Linked DNA regions of Sparus aurata: region 2 is linked to region 1. Evidence: chromatin contacts called from public Hi-C data. All regions are on one chromosome and are shown on one strand. The core of a region is the stretch at or near the end of the contact, and the rest is flanking DNA. Distances in the headings are between cores, read along the strand shown. Region 1 holds the start of LOC115567572 (probable assembly chaperone of rpl4). Region 2 holds the start of glipr2l (GLI pathogenesis-related 2, like).

Evidence for each region. A called contact is a pair of places that touch in the nucleus more often than the background predicts.
Region 2: a contact with region 1 is called in a Hi-C map of skeletal muscle, with 4 times the contacts expected there. The contact joins the promoter of glipr2l here to the promoter of LOC115567572 in region 1. A contact is called at or near these places in 2 of 2 Hi-C or Micro-C datasets (skeletal muscle and an unstated tissue).

Annotation. Positions count from the first base shown.
Region 1 is chr17:20,731,483-20,735,456 of fSpaAur1.1, reverse strand. LOC115567572 (probable assembly chaperone of rpl4) reads right to left here and starts at 2,258. Exons shown (of 11, transcript XM_030394290.1): 1 at 1,980-2,258; 2 at 1,714-1,823; 3 at 1,433-1,579; 4 at 1,154-1,306. The coding sequence starts at 2,046. mindy3 (MINDY lysine 48 deubiquitinase 3) reads left to right here and starts at 2,523. Exons shown (of 16, transcript XM_030394287.1): 1 at 2,523-2,678; 2 at 3,111-3,445; 3 at 3,739-3,818. The coding sequence starts at 3,352.
Region 2 is chr17:20,952,903-20,956,876 of fSpaAur1.1, reverse strand. glipr2l (GLI pathogenesis-related 2, like) reads right to left here and starts at 1,807. Exons shown (of 5, transcript XM_030392463.1): 1 at 1,395-1,807; 2 at 667-775. The coding sequence starts at 1,407.

The sequences.
Region 1 (3,974 bases), core at 1,009-3,508:
CAGAATATCTCATGCCTATTCCTTGTTACATATAACATTTGCTCGAAAAATTAGAAGGCTATTGAGTAAATATTTTGATCCTAGTTTCTTCTAAATACTGTACACAAGTTATTTAACATGACAACAATAATGTAGGTTAGACAACTAGTAAAGAGAAGTCAATAACTGACTCCTAGTCAATCAGAGAAATAATGTAACACCTGAAAACTCAACCATTGTTACCATTGTCACATCCCCGTTATATTTTCTCATTTGCCATGCTTTTTTCCTGCAAGTTAAATCTTAGTCTAATTTCACACTTTATTAAACGTAACATCACAATGATGTGCTCTGTGAGCTGAAATATTCACTAAACTCCAGACAACCCTGCAACATTTCTTGTGCGATGCCATACTTAATGCAAGGAAACTTTTGTGCTGATGTTCTGGATAAACACGGAAACATTGTCATTCGAACACCAGCTGACTGCATTAAGAGATACTTTGGAGCGGATCAGATCAGTACTCAAGGACAGGCTTAAAGAATCTGAAGAAATCTGGCAGCGGATGGCAGAGTTAGGTTGTGTAGATTAAAAGACTTAAACAGCATTGAGAGAGAGGGAGGGGAGGAGAGGCTTATGGGTTTCCTTTTACTGACTTTTTCAAGGAAGTTTTCTATTCTATTAGATTGTTATATTTGACAACCATGATGGGGCTTCAGAATAGAAACATTTGTAAACAGAGAATTGCCACTTGACTTCTAGTTAGTTTACATTCTTAGTATAAAATATGGGTTGTGACAGGCATGTAATGAGGTGCTCTCTGACAACCTGACCTTTATGTGTGATTAGTTTCATTGGTATAGACTAAAAGAATAGTCATAATTTGTGTACGATTAAGGAGACACCGCGAGAATGTCCACTACTATTGATTAGATAGATAGATAGATAGATAGATAGATAGATAGATAGATAGATAGATAGATAGATAGATAGACAGATAGATAGATAGATAGATAAACCAACAGCCCCCTCTGGTGAGGATGCAGAAGATTACACTTTCATTAACAGCTAGGCGGAATCAAATTTCTAGAAGTTGATGTAGAGTTTATAACTATCTAAACCATAAACTGAATCTGTGTGTGTGTGTGTGTGTGTGTGTGTGTGTGTGCTCACTGTGGTCTGTGATTGTTTCTCCAGTGCAGAAAGCAGGACTTGTATTCCTTTAGTGTAGTAGTCCACAGCCTCCTGACCTGTGTGGATTTGTCCCAGGTACATGTATTTACTGTGGCCTTCATCTGGGCTCAGCTCAACTGCACGCAGAAAAGCTTAAAGAGAATCGGTCAAGGAGGAAACAACCATTAAACAGCATGGAAATATGAAAGGGTTTAAATTAAATGAACTGAATTACTGACAAAATACAAAACAAGAAAAGGGGGTCTGAATAAAGGATATTTCCTTGGCTTTCTGTGTGTTTCCTAGTTCAGAGCAGATGTGTCCCAGCATGTCCAGAGCTTGCAGGTTGTCGGACTCCACATCCAGAGCTCGTTGGCAGAAAAGACCAGCCATCTCAAAGTCAAAAGTGTCCATGCATTCCTCTGTCTGTGCAGCAGAAGATCACGTGGGACAACAAACACACAGTAGATGATCAGAATTAAAACATATATATAATATTTTCATATGCATGACATTTCTGGATCGTGATCTTCGTTATGGATAAATCTGGTCAATGTTACCTTTTCTAGTAGTTGTTGCACAGAGTACTTCTCAGCTGTCTTCTTCTTGGCTTTCTCGTGCATTCTTACTTTCATTCTTTCCTGGGGTGTCAATCCAACAATACCTGATTCTTACGTGATCAGAGCAATTCAGAGTCATGGTTAGTTTCCTCTTGCCAGTTGAAAGCAACGTGAAACAGCGTTAATTTTGACTAACTGTTGTCTAAAAGATTGACGTTACATACTGTAAATAACTAGCAAAATGTTGAGCCACTGGAGAAACTTACCTCTGTTTGGGCGGTTGTCTTTCTTCTTCGGCTTGCTTTTCTTTTTGCCCTTTGCCTGTCCTCCCATAGTGCTGAAATATACTTCTTATAACTCAAATTTCTGTCTTCAAAACAGACTTTTCCCAAAGTGTGAATGTTACACACGCGTGTAGGCAAGTGTAGTTGAGCTGAAAAGGATGTACTGCGCATGCTCAAAATAATGACTGGGTGGATGCTACGGAAAGTGGTAGTGGACAAAACATTGACGGTACTAAAATAACCTTTACTTTCCAATAAAACACCGGAAATTTTACATTTAAACGGTCCGGCTTCGTTATCCATTGCGTTTTAAATGTATGCTTTCACACTAAAGGAACTATAAAGCTCCACGGGTTATAATTTATTTCTTCAAGGTGCTGATAACTTAAGGCGGGCTTTAAATTAATTAAACGGTTCTGTTTGTGGGCGGGTGCTTCTGTTGATTGACAGGCCTGCGGACCATTCAGATAACGCGTTAAAGCTGTACCCCTTGACGCATCTGGAACTTTCTGGATTTCAACCAATGGGCACTCACGTAAAATGTATGGCAGTTTTTTTTCCTCTTTTCTTTTTTTCACAATTCTCTTGTAAATAAACGAATGACAGAGACGCTGGTGATAGTGAAATTGCTGCCACAATATCAAATCAACACGGAATCCAATTACTCTACTGTCTATTAAGGTAATTAAGCTTGTATGTTATCTAACCAGTGACAAAGAGTATGAACTCATACGACAGTTATCGACATCGCTGTGCTGCGAGAAGTAATTGAATGACAAAGCAATGAAAGATTAGCTGCTAGTAGTAAAGCTAATGCTAACTGCTGACATTATCAAGCCAACTCAGCTCTTTACACCTACCTTTGATACGGTTTTTGACAACAAGGTATCAGCGCCGCAAAAAACATAGCTACCTGTTATCCTGCTGTCAGTACTTTTACTGCAGCAAACTGTTATTGACGTTAACGGCTAGCTTTATACGAGCTAGTTTTTCGCATTACATTGGTGTATAAACTAGCTAACGTTATGTCGCGCCATTGTCGCCTTAGATGAAAAGTCGTGCTATCTTGTAGATAGTAACATTAACTGATGTTTCTGTCCCTTTACTTTGCAGGCTATTGTGACAACGTTAATGTCATTCCTACCCGCCAGTTTGCTGCCAGCCAGTAGAGTCAGACTGTATCGTGCCACACAGGTAGCTTGTGGCCAATGCCACAGGCTCGACCTGGCCAGAGAAGTGGACTATAAACCGCGGAAAGAGCTGGCAAGTTAGCCTCAACGGAGCTGTCTTGTCCCCTCGTGGCTGTTGGACTATAGAAGGAGTGGCCGTGGATCCACCGACAGGAAAAGTTGTCATGTCGGAGCTAAATAAAGAGGTGGTGGATTTGGTTTGGGGGAGACCCTCCAGTGGTGGAGTGTCTGCCTCTATCTTCCGTAGATGGACCCAAGGTAATGGTGTTTTGTCTCAGTGTGATGATGTGAATGAACAGAGAAGATATAATATATGTTACAGAGATTTTGACCTATGTGCAGTGGAGAGCCAAGTGTATTCAGATTTCAACAGTAGTTTTTTGCTCATCCTCTTTAACTGAAGGTCAAACCCTTCTGTTGGACATGTGATTGGTGTGAATACTGTACATATTCATTTCTGCTCTAGAGTTTATCCTTTATTCACTCTGACCTTGGAAATGACCAGTGCATGCACTCTGTTGACCCAACATTTCACTTTATCCTCATTACAGGATTTGTTTTCAGTGAGAATGAGCACACAGCACTGGAGCAGTTTGAAGGAGGCCCGTGTGCTGTCATCGCACCTGTCCAGGTATGGTTGAATTTAAAACTCCTTGCTATAGGTGCAAAGTCTCAATTTGCAGCATTCTCCCTAAGTACTGGGCCCTCACAGACCTCCACCAGAGCATTAGGTGGAAGTACTTAAAATTGTATGGTAAATAATGGGGCAATTTAGTCTGCATCACTC
Region 2 (3,974 bases), core at 558-3,057, 220 kb before region 1:
TCAGTCAGCTCCTCAGTTACAAGCCCATTGTTCTTTGTTACTTACTTTGGATAATATTCTAAATCTAAATTTTATCTACAAAATGAGTGAAAGATGGCCAACCTTCCTCCTAAACGGGGTGAGAATGTCATCATAGAATGAAAAGATAGATAGATAGATAGATAGATAGATAGATAGATAGATAGATAGATAGATAGATAGATAGATTTATTAATGCCCGGAGGGAAATTAGGTTATCATATCAGCGGGTACATTAAAGTACAAATACAATCAAAATACAAGGGCAAATTACTGTTCAAAGGATGTTTTGCTGCTCTGTGTTGCAGTTGTTATTGCGCCATCAAACATGCTTAAGGAAATGGACTGAACGTCTATTATGAAAGCCTCTCTCCTTCCTGGCTGATCAGATTTGCATTTACTCAACAGGCTAATAATTCTATGAAAAGTAAATATAGCTGCAATTAGTGGCAACAAATTGTCAACATAGCTTGTAATCACAATGGAAACAAACCCAGACCCCCGATATGGTGTTATATTTGGTATATTATTTCATTTGACAGGCGAGGCTGGAGCTGTCACTGTTATCCAGAGCCGTCAGAGAGTGACTGGTTTGGGTAGTCCTCGCTAATTAGGTTTCTAATTTGATTTGCATGTGCATTCACCCACCGGCTGGCCTCTCTGCTCAACTTGCTGCTCAGCTTCAGCGGAGGAGCCTGGTGCCTTCTCCTGAACTCATTATGGTACTGAAGCACCTCCTCAGCAAACTGCTTCGAGGCTGAGACAGACAGAGAGGACAGACAGAGACAGGGGGGGTTGGAATCCTGACAAGGAAGACGTAATGATGCAACACGAGGATTCATGCATGACTGCACAGGAAAAGCTCGAGCTGAGGAGTGAGTAAGAGCCCAGCACCTGAGGACTGACTGACCTCAGACACCGAGCACAACTCGATGCCAGATGATCGAGTGGACAACGTCATCCACATCACCCACATCTGCCCGGTGCCTATCACTCACTGGCCTTTTCGAGTGCCCACACAATAGGCACATTGAAACAGCCACACACAAACAATACAATTACCAATGCTGCCTGACAGCCTGCTTCTACTGGACATGCTGCAGGATAATCTTAGCTAAGGATCAGTAATAGCTGTTAGAGTAGAGGGAAAGAAATTAGCAATTTTCTTTTGCAATTTCTTTATATCCAACCTCTTACCGAGAGCAAAACTCACAAACACATGCAGTAAACAAGCAAACACACACACACACACGCACACACATACACATACACATACACACACACAAACACACACCCTTTTCGTAGGGGCAAAGTTCTAACTCAGGCCAAATTGATACAATCAAAGCTAAACTCCTCAGGGTGCAGTTTCCACTTACCTGACTTTCCCATGCTGCTGACTCAGGAAGCCTTCAGTAAGATCAGTAGCACACTGAACGAAAGCAGCCTCTCCTCTGTCTCTGTTCTCTGTCCCTGCCCTCTCTCCTTGCTGCCTGCGCTCTCTCCCTCGCCTTCCTTTAGTGCCGTCTAGCTAACGCTGATGCTTGCAAACAGCTGCTAATGCCTTTATTTCCTTCCAATTTCTTGAAATTCCACCTTGAGCTTGCAGCAGTTGTGCGGAGTTCCCCTTTAACTATTTGTCTGCGTGTATTGATCATTACACAACATGCCTCTTCCTTAAGTTTTGTCTCATTTCATTTGACTAAACCTGTCTGTCTGCCCTGCTATCTACATGCTGTGTGTCTATCTCAATGGCTCAGAGGAGCACACACCCACTCTGTGTGCCTTTACTTTCCCACTAATGAAAGGGGAGCCCCAGCAGTCATTGGTGACATCATCTCTATGAGACACATGCCCTTATATGGCTCTGAGATTCTTGTATACTCTAACTTGGTTGTAATGATGCAGCATTTTGGCACTTGACAGCAGCGGACTCCGAGCGCATGCTGTCCCGGATATTCAATTCTAATTCTGAGCTGACACGTCTCACTTTTCAAAGCTGTCCTTTCACTTTCACTAGAGCGGGTCATGTGCTTCAGTCATATAACACCTCACAGGGGGCTTCTAACCTCCAACTTTCAGTTTCCTCTCTAACCTCTGGATCAATAAGTTACCTCCAATACACCCAATTGTAAATGAGTGATTCCTTTGCCTCCATGCCTGGATGAAAATGCAATGATTGAACCATTTGCCTGCTGCAGCTGACACACAAAGAGAGGCAGCCTCTCAATTCATCATGCTGCGGAACAGGTTACTTCTATTTATTTTTCTCTCTATGAGGTATGCTACCCTCTGCGCTTTAATGGTATTTCCGAACTGGGATATTTATCATTTCAACAAAAATAAATGACACCTGCTTTAACAAAGGGCTGGAACAGCTTGCAACAAAAGCTTTAAATGGATTGCCTCATTTTTTTTTACGGTGCATCTCATAACTCAGCTTTTGAGACTGTCTCTCCACTTCTTGTACAGGCCACAGCTTGTATAAGGAGTGCATACTTAGAAAAATGTCCTTTTCTCACACCATCTAAGTCAATCATGCTCTGATGAAGTTGCTAAATGTGTAGCAGTAGAATGCTGAAGCTTGACTGCCGATCTACCAGACTTTTCCCACACTTTGTTACGCTTGAGCAAGTCAGTGTATTTGCAGACTCAAACGAAATCCAACCCCCAAAAGGTTGGGATTCATCATGGCCTCCATCCTCGCATATTAACGACGGGCCTTTTCAAGGACACCCTTTTCATTCATTATAATACTAGCACCAATTTGCCACTTTAAAGTTTGTTTACAGGCCTTCGGGAGTCTTACTGCATATGTGAAAACAGTATAATGCTGCCTTTTGTGGTTCCAGAGGAAGCTGCATGTAATCTGATACATTTTCCTCCAGCAATGGCACTCAGTGGCTAAAATGGATCGTGGGTAATGTAGACACCACATTTTGAAAAGCAGTCCACTGGATCTCCTCTAACACTATTGTAAAACAAAGTATCAAATCGATCCAGCAAACCACGGATATAACATTTTTTTATTCCACACATTCTTCTTCCTTTTCAAAACCTGGTGCCTACATTACCCACAATGCAGCTTAGTCACTCAGTGACATCACTGGAGGCAATTTACCAGATTACATACAGCTTCCGCTGGAGCCACAAAAGGCTTTATACTACTTTTCATCACATATGCAGTTGTGCTCTCCTGGAAGAACTGTAAACACAATTTAATGTGGAAAATTGGTGAAGTTGTCCTTTAATCAGTTTACCTGTGGGACGTTACAAACAGGTGTTTTCTGAGCTCCACAACTTTCCCAGTCTTTTGTTGCTCCTGACCCAACTTGTTTGAAAAGTGTTGCCATCATCAAATTCAGTATTCAGTAAACATACATTTACAAAAATCAATGACCTGTTTGAGGTAAAACATTAAAGCAAAAATTATTTAACTATTTCTCCTGAAATAACACCCTCGAAATCAATTTGATGCAACAGTGAATTGTAATAGGGTGAATGGTGTCTCTTTCCCAGCATCAGTCTTCACTGATTTTGGTTTAAGGGGACGATAGCTTATAGAGAAAAAGCCCTTTGGTTTTCCTGTGATGTCCCCCGGCTATTCTTCCTCACCCTTCTGTGATTTACAGAGTTTCCTGAAAGCAACCTGTAACTGCTGAGTACCTTAGCTCCAAGTTAGCTCTGTTAGCTGACTCTCAGAGCTCTGCCGGGCAGTGTATGTGTTCACACCGCTGTTACAGCAGCTTTGGACTAGCCTGTCTCAGCGGCCTCAAACGACCTCATGACAGCGGTAAAGAGACCAAAGAGGACGCTGATGAACGAGACTAAGGAGAGAAAAATAGACGGTTACCAAGACAGAGGCTAGAGACTGGAGACTCGGAGTGGCTTTTTTGTCGTTCTTTTTTCTGCACAACAGACACTGAGATGGACGCTGTTGCTGTTGACTGTGTGCTAAG